Linked DNA regions of Mus musculus: region 1 is linked to region 2. A link is a contact called in public Hi-C data. All regions are on one chromosome and are shown on one strand. The core of a region is the stretch at or near the end of the contact, and the rest is flanking DNA. Distances in the headings are between cores, read along the strand shown. Region 1 overlaps Abcd3 (ATP-binding cassette, sub-family D (ALD), member 3). Region 2 holds the start of F3 (coagulation factor III).

Region 1 (3,918 bases), core at 302-2,801, 39 kb before region 2:
ATCAGCAGCCGTAGCAGTACCTGGAAGTTGTTAGAAGTGTGGAATCTTGAACTTTGCAAAGTAAAGCAGCGTATTAACAAACTGTCACGTAACTCAGGTGTGTGAAAGGATGACGTGTGGTGTGCTGTCGAGAGGGTCCGCAAGGGTCTTCTCCACTGGAAGATTGTTGATTGAACTGGGATTGTATTTCTTTAATGGCTTGTTTCTCTTCTTGAGTCCTCTTTAGTAATTTGTATGTGGTTTCCAGTTTTCTAGGCTTAGAGATGTCTGCAGTGTTTCCATGCATAAGGTCATATAGACTGGATTTGGCTTGAAGGCTTCTCCCTGACAATTCTATGTTGTTGCCTTTTTTGATTTTAAGATGTGTGGCTCTGTAAGATACATTCCACTTGAGGGAAGAGAACTTACCTGAGCCTTTGATGGTCATTTAACATTGTACTGGCTATGAGGAAGAGGGCTGGGCCCTTAAGTTTAGAACCTTTAAAAACTGTTGCTTTGGAACCTGTTGCATGCATGGCGCTCATGTAGGTCAGGGGACAGCTGTAGGAGGCAGTTCTCCACCACGTCAGTCCAGGAATTGATTCAGATTGTCAGCCGTGGTGGCAAGTGTCTTGCCCACTAGGGCTTCTTGCAAGCCCAAGACCTTTTTCTAACTACCAAACTGTAAATTTACAAATGACATAAAGCAGCACTTGAGCTCAATGACATTAAAGAGAACGGTGGCTGCTTTGCCGAATCCAAGCCACGAGCATCCGGTGTTTGGATCTTACCATTTAGATTTTACTTTTGTATTTTGGCCTAAGTAATTCTAATACACACTATGCCTACCCTAATCCAATTAAAACATCAGGAATAGAAAAAAAAAAGTCTCAGTAGGCTTTTGATACAGTTGAAATATGAAAGCTGATAATGTGCATATCTTCTTATGCAGCTCCTAATTTGCACATTGGCAGCCAAACTTGTGGCACAGTTTAAGTGGTACTACTTGGTGCCAGCAGAATAATTTAGTCATAAAATTTCGTGACAGAAATTTTCAGAATTTACTTAGGCTAATCTTTTAAGAGTATTATCAAAATGAAAATAAGATTAGGGTCTAGAGAGATGACTCATTGGTTCAAAGCCCTTACAGTTCTACAAGAGGACCTGGGTTCAGTTCACAGAATCCACATGGTGTTTCACAACTGCCTTTAATTCCAGTTCCAAAGGATCTCACACCCTCTTCTAGCCGCCAAGGGCACTGGAGGCTACATGCAGGCTAAGCAGTCACACACATAAAATAAAAATAAATAAATCCTTTTAAAAAATAAAATGAAAGGGGGAGGGGGAGGGATAGGGGTTCCCAGAGGGGAGACCTGGAAAGGGGATAACATTTGAAACGTAAATAAAATAGCCAATAAAAAAAGTGCTGAGAAAAAAATAAATAATACAATGAAACTAAAAAATCATGGTGAAGGTTTGCTGATTCTCCCAAAGGTGAGAGGTGTGTGTTGAGGATCTAAGGCAGTGTCCTCCCAGTCATCTGTGTTGGCTGGGTAACTCCTAGGCAGTGGCTAGGACTCTCCTGGGCCTTAGGACTGTGTTTAGCAGCACTTTTAGTGCTGTCCGTTAGATGGCAGTATTGTTCTCAGCATACCAAAAAAAAAAAAAAAAAAAAGTCTTCAGTCATTACCAGAATGCCCACCAGATATTATATATATTTTATAGATGTATATATAGATGTATATATACATATAATATATTACATATAATATATATATGTGTAAATATATATTATATTATACATATAATATATATATATATATATATATATATATATATATGTAAAAGCTTGCCATTCAGTTGAGAACCACTGATCCAGAACAACTACAGTGATGTTTCTTCAAAAATCTAAAAATCTGAACTGTGTTAGAAATTCTGGACCAAGACTGAAATATTTTTATTATGTTTTATAGTAAGCTTATTGGGTAGCAAAACCTAATCCAAACTTTGAAGATTTTTTTTTACAACTTTTTGTCTCATTTGCGTCAGTATTTGTATACATTACTGAAGACACATGCAGAATTCTGCTTAGAACCTTCTAGAAGCAATGGAATAATTACTCCCAACTCTGAACCCCAAGACATAATTCCAAGATGAGACTACAGTAGGGAACTGCACATCTGGAAGCAGTGACTTCCTGACTTTAATCTTTTGCTGTCCGTATCTTACCATTTCATAATAAATCAAATGTAGGGTATGTTTTATCGTTAATTCTTCACTGTAGCCACTGAACGTGGTATCTAAGAACTTAGAAGCATGTGTTTGCGGCTTGCCATCCCGATGTGACATAACCCTCTCTTTGAATCTTTGAATTAGGTTGGCATCACCCTCTTTACCGTTTCACACAGAAAGTCCCTTTGGAAGCACCACGAGGTTTGTATTTCTTCCCTTGTACGGAGTGATGAATTTTATGAATCTTATGTAAATATGTGAATTTTGTTGACTGATTTTAGATTTCATGGTCACGTCACCATGTGGGCATACATTTTATGGAAAAGGGTGGTTTGAGCTTTACAGTATACAGTGGGACTTGATTTGGTATTATTGTTGTCAGTTTTGGAAGCGAGAATGTATATAACAATCTCTAGCTCTACTGAGATTAGAGAGCAGTTAGGTCTCTAGTGTCATAAGTGACTGCTGTGTAATAGCGATGGGTAAATGAGCTGTGTCGTTACCATTCAGGTTTGACAGAAGAGCAGAAAGTCTTAACAATTAGATGGCAAAATTTTGTTAGCATTTTCAGTAGCGGTCAGGACTATAAGGGAAAGATAGCATAATGCCAGCCATGTTTGTAGTATAATAAAATAGGATCTGTTAGATAGTCCCAGCCACTTACCAGACACCGTGCTGAAGTTCGAAGTAGTACAGGAAGTGCTATAGATTCTGGGTAGTGTCCTCAAGGTTAGTGGGGGAATGTCGAGAATAGAGCTCTTTTCTTCTCTCTGATTCTCTTATCTTTCCTTTTCAAACTTTGCTATTCCCTCCCTCCCCTCTCCTACCCTCCCCCTTTTCCTCCCCTCCTCCTTCCCTGTGCTGGATCCAGCCCTAGGCCTCATGTGTGTAAGAACAGCCACCGTGTAAGGGAAAGGAACACGAAGCAGCTAAAAAATAGCAAACAGAAAATAAACAGAAAACATATCTTTATATATAGACACTCACTAACTAGAAACAGAAGGCTTTGTTCTGTGTCTTTGGGGGCACACGTATAACTCCTTCACGTCTCTGCTGAACCTAAACAAGAGTCTTTCAAGTGGAGAGTGGTAGCTGACCATGAAGCAGTCAGTGCTGCACTGGTGAGCCACCCAGGCTCTGGCACCGGTCATCCTAGTAGCTCTGAGCTGCAATTCAGAGCTGTGAAAGCATCTTCTTTTGTGGGATGCCTGTGCATTGACTAGAAACGTGCAAAAGTCTGTTTTAGTTCTCCGAAATGGGGAAACATACCTGTTCTTAGTCTCTGACTTTCCTTTTTCTCCCCTAGTACTACCTGCATATGGATGGGAGAGGCAATTATGAATTCAAAAAGATCACAGAAGATACAGTTGAGTTCGGATCATAGAGACCATCTCAAGAACTTCATTTGCTTCAAAACAAGATAATGAACAGAATGCATTTGTAAATGCAAGATGCATTGTAAAATAAAGTTAAGCTTGTTTTTTTTTAAAAAAAACAAAGCAACAAATTGACTAGATATAGGATAATTGAAACATGTTAAAACATTTAATATTGTATAGGATATTGCTAATTGTGTATATGTTGGTTTAATTATTAATTATGTACTAAGAATGTCCTTATTCTTGTGGTTAAAAAACCTGCCTGAATTAAATTGGGCTTAAATCAGTGTAACCTGATTCATCCTGGGATGTAAACCATTTGAAGTCA
Region 2 (3,854 bases), core at 950-3,449:
CTCCCTGACATGCCTGCAGCAGCTCAGTCTAGACAGCTAGTAACCAGAAAAGGGCATTGGTGCTTAGAGGAGACTAGCTGCGGACGATCCCAAAGCACACTATGTGCCTGTGTAAGTGGGCTCACCCCTCTATAGCTTATATGCACTTATTAATTTTCTTATAACTACCCTCAAAGAACCAGACACTATGTCATGTATGTCATGTATGTATGTATGTATGTATGTATGTATGTATGTATCTGCATTATTTAGATACAGGGTCCCACGTATTGTAGGATGGCCTGGAACTCCCTATGTACAGCTAAGAGTGACTGAATTTCTACTTCTACTTCCTCCCCGAGCAACACAGTGACCACAGTGACAATTCTATGCTGGGTTGAGTATCTAAACCAGGACTTAGGTGTGCTTGGTAAGCACTCAAGGGACAGAGGTACAACCCCCCCCCCCCCCGCGCCAGTTCCTGTCATATCAGTTTAGCATATGGAATGTTTCCATTTGATGGAACATCACAGTAGCCAGCAGATTACCATGACAACTCTACCATTTGGTAAACAGCCCCATCCAACAACTGACTTCAAAGAGTCCCTATTAGTGCATAAGAGCTAGACGTGCAAAGCTGTTAGCCATCTTGCTTTGGTTTTAACCTGGCTTACCTTATCTGTACAGTGTAGGTATAGTTGGTGGGTTTGGGTTGCCACTCCAAAATTGTCTTGAAATCAGTTGATATCCAAGTTAAATTAAACGCTTTCTCTGGAATGCCTACAAATAAGCACAAAATATCTCGAATTGCACCCAGTTCTGTGGTCTCGACCTTGTGTCTTAAACACTTTCCCAGCCTCTGCCATCAAAGGGAGCACATGTTTTGTTGCCAGTCACAAAAATAACGTTGCTAACTTGTCAAGAGCAGAGGGTGTGTGTGTGTGTGTGTGTGTGTGTGTGTACGTGTCCTTCCCCCCACGCCCCATCCCCGCCCTCAGGGCCATATAGTCCTCTAGGCAACACCCATACTGCAATCCGTGGAAAGAGCTGAAGATCCTGAAGTCCTCCTTTAAACTATTCCAGGGAAAGCCCACTTTAAAACGACACAGAAGGAGGGCCCAAGGTGCCAGAGAGTCCCGGACTCTTCCGAAGCCGTCGGAGAGGCCGCAAGGAAGGGTTTGAATAAATTCCAAACAGGGCTAGTCCCCCACACACGTGAGAGTCAGGAATGCACATAAACGAAAAAAAAAAAAAAGAGTCTAACCGGACTTTTCCCATTGTAATCTAAAATATCTTTACACTGAAATTCTCAAGGAGAGCTCGTCAGACGTGCAGCCCACGTGGCACCTGTCACATGGTGGGATGCTATTCCATTAAAGTGCTGTCATCAACGTCTCGTTTTGCAAGCCCCCTGGTTTCAGCCTCTGCCTCAACTCAGCACTGGGTAGATGTGGGTATGCACTCTGTCTTGCCTGAGTTTACAACAGCCTTGCTTCTATCAGACCGAAACCAAAGGCCACAAGAACACCTATTTATTACGGGAAGGCGCACACCTTGTCAGAGATAACATGCAAGCCACGCAAAGCGCAAAGCACGCCGACTTTGGCAAAGGCGGGCCCACGAGCCTGCCACCTTCAAGGGCCCAACATCTAGGAAACTCTCCCTCAGAGTTAAAGCTGGAATCTCAGTTTTATCTTATGCAACCGCGGTGGACGCACAAAGCAGGCATCTTTAGCAGTGACAACTGCCAGGAGTCCGGGCACCAACTACCTTCCATCCCATTGTTCATTCAAATCCTCAGGGCGAGCGCAGCCAAATCCACAGGTACAGCCGGACACCTTGGTGTCCCCAAGGAACCAGAGCAGCACCCCCCCTCCCCCCCCAGCTAGCCAGATAGGTTCTCTGTTTCCCGCGGGCGGAGCGCCCCCGGCTTCTCAGGACCAATGCCACTCACCTGCACCCGCGGTCACCTGGAGGAGGAGGCAGCCGAGAAACGTGGGCGCGAGAGCCGCTAGGAGGCGCGGGCGCACGAGGATCGCCATGTCCAAGGGCTGGAGGCGAGGTCTCGGGGCTTCAGCGGCGGCGCGTTGGCTACGCTACAGGAGCGATCGGAGGGAGCGAGTGATGGGTACCGGCTGTACCCAGGCTGCCGGGGTCGGCGCGGGGTGCGTTATAAAGGGCCGCGCGGACACCGGCTCCTCTCCACCCCGCGCCGCCTCCGCCGAAGCTCGCGACTCCCCGCCCCCCGGCCCGGGTCACTCGCTTTCGCGGTGGGCGGCTCCCGATCAGTCCACACCCCTGCCCCGCCCACTCCCCTCCTGTAGGAAACTCCGAGACCCCGAAAGGGGTGACTCAACCGTGATTCAACAGCGCCGCGGAGCACCGAGCTGCCCCTTCGGCGCAGGCGGATCCAGGTACTGCGGAGACCCAGGCTCCCGGGCTGATCCCTGGATGACCAGCCTGGGTGGCTGGCTGGGGAGAAAGGAGTGTCATTGAAGGGACTTAAGTTGAAAGTCAAGGGAGTCTTACTTTTCCTCTGCTTTCGATGTACGCTGAGGCCCTAGCAGAGGATGTATCAAAGCCCCTGGACCACTCCTGGTAGCAGAGGGCAGTTCCAAAGCCCTGCCTGAACACGCAGTGGCTAGCAGATCATTCTGTCAGTCCCTTTGGTCCGCTGCACAGGGCGGTGCAGTAAATGCACGTGTCTGCCATGGACAAGGGCCCTGGATTAGGTCTAAAGGCCACTTGGCACCCCACTCCCGTTCCCGAGGTGACCGAGGAACTGCAACATGAAGCCTGAGAGAATTTGAGCGTGACTTCTGTAGCCACGGGGGTTCCAGGAAGGATGATTCTCACGTTGAGGAAGCCCGCAGTGGGTTTGAGTGAATTCCTCCAAAGCGCAGAAAAACAAAAAATGAAACTGAAAAATAAACATTCGGACGTTCCAATTTGTGTTTTCCCTTCCTGGATGCTGGGAATGGACCCAGGAGCCCACCTCTGTCACTGAGCCTAGTGGCAGCCAGGTGTCACTTGCAAGCTTTGGGTTTTCTTCATTTATTTCCTGGCCTCCTGTTCTAGGCTTTGCCGTGACGTTGTTGAAGCCTTAGACGATCACTTATCCTACTGGTAGCATTTGCTCGACAGTGTATCAAACGATTTCTTGTCACTCCTGGTTGACTGTCCAGTTTATCCCTTCTTTTCCAATTTCCCTAATTCTGCGACCCTTTAACACAGCTCCTCATATTGTAGTGATCCCAACCATAAAATTATTTTTATTGCTACTTCATAACTGTAATTTTGCTACGGTTATGAACTGTAATGTAAATATCTGTGTCTTTGGATGCTTTGTACAATCTTCCTTCCTTCCTTCCTTCCTTCCTTCCTTCCTTCCTTTCTTCCTTCCTTTTTTACTTTCCTTGAGTAAAGTCAAACTTGGGTCCACCTTGTAGGCTCTGAGAAGTGTAAAGAGTAACTAAGCTGTCGTCCCACTCACAGTAGCTTTTGATTAGGCTTCCTGCTTATGTCTGAGAATGGACAGGGCAGAACCTCTTAGATAGCCTTCTACAATACCAATCTTGAGGTCAGCTGGTCCGTGTGCTCACTGGCCTAAGTACACAATGTAGCTCTATCTGGTCCTCTACTCCAGGGACTTTCCCTCTTGACCGCACTTTCTTTTACTCCCAACTGAGCAAAGGAAGAGGGCATCAAGAAAACTGTTCAAAGGGTGATCTTTTTTCCATCCACGGACCCTCAACTGTGTTCCTCAGCAGGTGTGGGAAACACTCGCGGTTTGGGGAACTTATTGTTCATAGGCAGAAATATCCTGTTGGCTATTCCTTAAAGCAGACATGCGTGAAGACACGTAGAGAGCCCAG

The links. A called contact is a pair of places that touch in the nucleus more often than the background predicts.
Region 1: a contact with region 2 is called in a Hi-C map of nephron progenitors, with 1.9 times the contacts expected there. The contact joins the enhancer-like site here to the promoter of F3 in region 2. A contact is called at or near these places in 9 of 39 promoter capture datasets (the 3T3-L1 cell line, 3T3-L1-derived adipocytes, embryonic stem cells and 5 more), 47 of 484 Hi-C or Micro-C datasets (the 3T3-L1 cell line, the AML12 cell line, the C2C12 cell line and 27 more), 3 of 115 datasets of contacts at active chromatin or transcription factors (bone marrow-derived macrophages and embryonic stem cells) and 3 of 9 other capture datasets (adipose tissue, liver and pancreatic islet).

Annotation. Positions count from the first base shown.
Region 1 is chr3:121,759,909-121,763,826 of GRCm38.p6, reverse strand. Abcd3 (ATP-binding cassette, sub-family D (ALD), member 3) reads left to right here. Exons shown (of 23, transcript NM_008991.3): 22 at 2,356-2,412; 23 at 3,518-3,918. The coding sequence ends at 3,595. Among named protein-coding and RNA genes, the nearest start is that of F3, 38 kb to the right of the region's middle. Within about 2 kb of position 1,551, at least 19 of the 459 cell types and tissues checked have an H3K27ac peak or open chromatin away from gene starts, as enhancers often do.
Region 2 is chr3:121,721,882-121,725,735 of GRCm38.p6, reverse strand. F3 (coagulation factor III) reads right to left here and starts at 2,199. Exons shown (of 6, transcript NM_010171.3): 1 at 1,934-2,199; 2 at 654-759. The coding sequence starts at 2,021.